Regions from separate parts of the Sparus aurata genome. Here region 1 is linked to region 2. Evidence: chromatin contacts called from public Hi-C data. All regions are on one chromosome and are shown on one strand. Each heading gives the region's core, a stretch centred on a gene start, on an enhancer-like site or on the middle of the called end of the contact. The rest is flanking DNA. Distances are from core to core; before and after follow the strand shown.

The links. Hi-C and Micro-C count contacts between places; a contact is called where the count stands out from the background.
Region 1: a contact with region 2 is called in a Hi-C map of an unstated tissue, with 7 times the contacts expected there. The contact joins the promoter of polr2f here to the promoter of ccdc134 in region 2. A contact is called at or near these places in 2 of 2 Hi-C or Micro-C datasets (skeletal muscle and an unstated tissue).

Annotation. Positions count from the first base shown.
Region 1 is chr23:8,462,561-8,465,260 of fSpaAur1.1, forward strand. It overlaps polr2f (RNA polymerase II, I and III subunit F), which reads right to left and starts at 1,271. Exons shown (of 5, transcript XM_030406424.1): 1 at 1,110-1,271; 2 at 848-917; 3 at 546-676. The coding sequence starts at 1,129. It overlaps LOC115574809 (MICAL-like protein 1), which reads right to left. Exons shown (of 15, transcript XM_030406427.1): 14 at 2,652-2,698; 15 at 2,114-2,511. The coding sequence ends at 2,387.
Region 2 is chr23:8,330,090-8,332,789 of fSpaAur1.1, forward strand. ccdc134 (coiled-coil domain containing 134) reads right to left here and starts at 1,404. Exons shown (of 7, transcript XM_030408999.1): 1 at 1,113-1,404. It overlaps mei1 (meiotic double-stranded break formation protein 1), which reads right to left. Exons shown (of 33, transcript XM_030406716.1): 33 at 2,515-2,700.

The DNA of each region.
Region 1 (2,700 bases), core at 21-2,520, 130 kb after region 2:
TAATAGTTGGCTATTCATTTAATAGTTGACAACAAATTGGCTTGGCCTATGGTACTCATAATATTAAACGTACTGACTAGTGCCACTCAGACGAATAATGTGCTCGGAGGTATTAATAGTCGTCTATTTACTATGATACTTATGTGTGCTTTCAGAAAAAAAAAACACATCAGGCATTTTTGACAGTAACTGTTGATAATAATAGTAAATTAATATAAGACCAAACAGATGGGAGCAACAAGAAATCCTTACTTATCCTTATCAGTAAATCCTTTACTTGCAGTTATTAGTCAGACTAGTACCCACGATTGTAGGCAAAACATTAACAAACAAATAAAAGCAAAAGAAATTAAAAAAAATTAGTCTCACACACAGTTCTTCCACGTCCATCACACATTACTGTAATACAATAAACACACCAGCAAAGAGTGTAAGCAAGTGACTAGACAGGAGTCAAATGGTCAGAAGCCAGATCTGAACACAGGACGTTGTGATCACACCACCAAGACAAGTGTCTTGGTTCACAAACACATGAAAACACTCACGCTATCTGTAGAGCTCGTGTCCCAAGCACTCTGGCCCTCTCATATTTGGTCATGTAGGGTGTTGTGATCCTCTTCTGGTTGGCCTGCTGCCCCTCTCCTGCAGGCAGGATCTGCACGTTCTCCTGGTCCTCCTGATCACAAGAGCAGAGCAAACAGGTTTGGACTCATCTAAGGCGGGACAAATTGCTTAATCTTATAGAAGCGTTGTCCGAAGCAAAAAACAAATGCCATAGTAAGTTACACACAAGCTAAATGTAGGTCTTACACCAGCCACTTATCTAATATGGAATTGGTGAACTTACATCTTCTACGTTTTCCAGGTCATCTAATCCCTCATCTTCTTCGGCGTCATCAAAGTCTCCATCGTCGAAGCTACACATTTGATATGATAACAGTTAGCACAAAGAAAACACATTCAGGTGTATATTGGACAGTTCTGCTGGCTAACCCGCTAAATGTTAGTTAGCTGTAACGTCAACGTTAGCCCACGTTGTGTTGAGTTGACGTTACAGTAAATAGGCCGCTTAATATGATATGTTACACAACATAAGCGTCGTTACTTACTTATCTTCGTTGTCGGACATGTTTCACTCCGAAGCTCGTAATGTGAATCCTTATTCGTACGATTTTTCAGAGACACTTTTTGTTGTCAACATGAACCCACATGAACGGCAAGAGCTTTCAACTTCCGGTGGCTTCGTGCGCAGGAAAATATTCCGGATGCTCAAGAGGAACGCTTGTCTTTCGTTCCGCTTGTACTGTGCAAGGCTATGGTGCAAGGTGTAGAAAAAAACAAACTATTGGGTTCGTATTTGATATAATAACAATAAATAAGATAATAGACATTGTCAGGCCAAATTTGTCAGTTTCATTGTCCAGTCAACTGGTGGATAGCGTCTTGGTCCACCTTCCTACGCACTTAATGCGGCTTAATCCAAATAGTGACACACTTGCTTACAGTTGTTAAATGTACTGAATGGTTGAAGGTAACTCTCCATAACCTTGTTATTGTTTAGAATTTAAAAAGCCATCCTTTTTTTAAAAAAAAATATAGCTAATGCATTTAATGCTTTAAATTTACAAGTGATTAAATCTAAACGATTAGACTTGTGATGGCAGAAACTCACCAGTAATCCCTGAAGTATAGACTATCCCACAACTTTTTTTTACCCTAAATTAATTGTCTTTTTAAAAATGCTGCCATCTTTCTGAAAACAAGAGTAGACTCAGGATGCACGAATCATGGATAGCAATTGCACACTGTAAGATTTTAGCCAGAATAAAGTGCTCTGCTCTTTGAGGATCCCAAAGTTCTACTTTCCAGTGTTTGTAGGGATACAACCATAATATTAGAGCAAAGACAATGAAATTGATAATGGAAATGACTTCTATGCCCTGGGAATGTTCATATTAATTACATATCTCATGGCACTTTTGTTTTGCTTATTACTACAAATTTGTTGTGAATTTCCATGTACTTTTTGTAGCAGATAGCAAGCATTTTCAAAACGGTTTGAAAGAAGAGTTGCTTAATCGTTATATATACAGTTCTAGAAATGACATAAAACTTGGCAAAATAAATATTTATTGCATACCTCAATTAATACAAGTATGTAATAACATTAAAAAACATAAATACAGGTTGGGAGACAGGGCAAGCAAGTAAACATGAAGACAAAATGGATTGGTAAGACTGAACTATTTGCACTTAAAAAAAGATTTAATCATCTAATCATTTGGTTTATGCTAGTGAACAGCTCTTCATCAAAATGAAGAAACTGACTGATATTACGATAAGCGAGTTTGTTGTCCTTGAGATTTTCTGCAGTCATGACAGTATTTCAGCTCTTTTTGTCCATGGAGTCTTTGGTGCTCTCTGCTCTGTGATTCAGCATCTTCAAAACTTTGGTGGGCTTGAACTTTCCTTTTGACTTCTTGAGCTCCTTCAGTTCTTCTTTCTGTAACTCTGAGGAGAGATGTCACAGTTACTTGTTGTGAAAAACGTTTGAGAGTTTTTGAAAGCAGAGAAGAGCATAAAAATGGGCAGCAGAAGGCACAAGCAGTATGAAAAAGGCAGTGGGAACTTTTAAAAAGTAATTTTCTCACCTTTGTTCTTCATCATGGCTTCCAAAAGCATATCTTCTTCTCTTTCCCT
Region 2 (2,700 bases), core at 154-2,653:
TGGGTCTGTCAATGTGGCACTTATGTTGGATGAGGTGTGTTCGCCGCGGGGAGGTCTGAAGGCAGAGTAGTTCTTGTTGGAGCCGTGTAAACTCACGTAAATCTCTTGGCCAGAGGAGATTATTCCTCTCTGCCAACAACAATCTGCCATGGCAGAGAGGCTGAAGTATGATTTCTTGTGTGAGAGATCCAGGTTCCAGGTTTGTCAGATAAGTAGGCTGCCACATCTTATCATATTAGACCCCTGAAGATAGCTCCACTCTGCATTGGAATTCCCTGTGGTATAAAAACATGGTTTTGATATTCTTCCACGCACCAGCAACCTGCAATTTCTTTAATCCCGGTGGAAAAGAGCAAGAAAAAAATATCTTTAATCAACGGTGGGAAGCAGTCCACGCTGTAAACTAACCAACTCTGTGACATTCATTTCAAGAGGTAAAACTGGCCCTTGAGGTGTTAGTGACTCCTCAGAGGATGGAGCACACAAGATGCTTATCAGATAGCTGGATGTGCAGCAGGACTGGATCTAGATTCCCCTCAGGCTGGCAGCCTGCTGTGGGAGGTTTGAGGTTCAAGGACTGACACATCCTCTCTCGCTTTGCTTGTATCTTCCAGGCTCTCCTTTGGTTATCATTCATGCAGAGGCATGGCCACGGACATGCGTAATGGTGATGATGATGATGGCAGTCTGGATAAAGATTGTCAGATTGTCATGTGGACCATAAATTACACATTGCCTAATTGATTGCATGTACTCTACCTGACCCGCGTCCCCTTCAGCCGCGAGACTGTCTACAGCCAATAATGAGTCAATTTGCTCAATTTTCAGCCCATAATTAAGCGTTAACTATAAAACTGTGATGTAAGACCTCATCTACTGGTGATATAGAACAACTCCGCATTGTTACATCCCATTTATTCATATAAGGTCTCCTCAGGGGTGTGCTTTTTGGAATTAACCAAGTATTTGAAGTCGCTCCTCGACAAATCGATTCCGCTTGTCATCTCAGCTGTATATGCCCCGCCGCCGGATCCGTCAACCGGCGTCCAGCACCGGAGATCAAGACGATAAAGCGCTGGACACTGGAGCCACGAAACTCGCGTATCACTCACCGTGTTGTATCGAGAAACGGCGGCGCCACACGGCAGCGATTATCCGACAGCTTTTGCTCCAAAGTAGTCCAGTTTAACCTCTTTATCTCCACACAAGACGTCTGAGGTCAGCTCGGTGATGAGGGGGTGACGGGACAGTCAGTTTGTCCCGATCGATCCTCAGGTAACAGCAACGCGAAGGTGGAGGTGTTCATTTACATGCGGCTCTCGCTCCTCCACTCTGCCAGCGCCACGATCGCACCGGCTGGCTCGTCTTGGACAAATGACAGCCAGCGGGCGCTCAAACACGGAGGAGGAGGATGTTGTTTCCGCACGGAGGGCTTAAAGAGACACACCACCAGAGCACGGGCTGCGTTCCGTTTCCTTCATGTGCTTTCTCTGAGATAATGATGCTTCAGTGCTGACATTTTGCTAGCCACATTAAAACAAACACACATACAAGCAAACAATTCTATCTATCTATCTATCTATCTATCTATCTATCTATCTGAAAACAAAGGCGTTTGTTTTCACAATTAGAGTGACATTAAATCGACCACAAATACAATACCAATGTATAGCCTACATTGTTCATGTTCTGATGACAGCTTTAACTGGCCTAGGGTTACACTGCCTGATTTGTGGTGGAATATACATAGGTGTGCAGAGGATCCAATGGCACACTGTTAGCTAATCCAAGTTAATCGTGTTGAAAGGCTAATTGATCATTAGAAAACCTTTGTGTAATATATTATGTAAAACTGTAATGCTATTCAAGAAAGCAATAAAATCGGCCATCCTTGGGGTAGTATGGGTGGGTTTGATTATAGTCTCAAAGTGGCGGCAATGTGATGGCCTGGAGTTGCTTTGGTGCTGGTAAAGTGGGAGATTTGTACAGGGTTTTTTTTTTAAAGTTTTTTTTTGGCCTTTCATGGCTTTATTGATAGTACAGTTGAAGAGGTGACAGGAAACAGGGTGAGAGAGAGGGGGAGTGACACGTAGCAAAGGGACCCAGGCCGGGAGTCGAACCCGGGTCCACTGCAGCAAGGACAAAGCCTCTGCACATGGGACACCCGCTCTACCAACTGAGCTAAACGGCGCCCCAGATTTGTACAGGGTTAAACATATTTTGAGAAAGAAGGCTATCACCACTGTATGCAACAAAGCACAGCTCCAAACTATGCAAGAACTATTTAGGGGAAAAAATGCAACAAAAAAAAAAAAGATCACAGATTTTCTGCACATTTTTGCCACCAATGCTAACATCGCCCAAGCTTATACGTAACAGCTGCCTCCCCTGACCACCTCAAAGTCACTGTCAAACCCATTCTAACTGACACCTTTGGGAAGGTGCTGATGCTGAGGTTTGGGGATAAACATAACTGCTGTTCTTTCCAGGTCAAATACTTTCATATACATGAAACATAGTGATTTCTGCTTTTATATCATCAAATGTGTCCTTCACGCTTTTGTTCACAACAACTGGAACTCACAGGGATTCCAGAAAAACAACCAGTATTTTAATTTAACAGTAGCCTTTCTTTGCTTGAATTACAGAATTGTTACAGAGTCCATGGAGAAAACCAGATTATAATAATAATATTTTCTA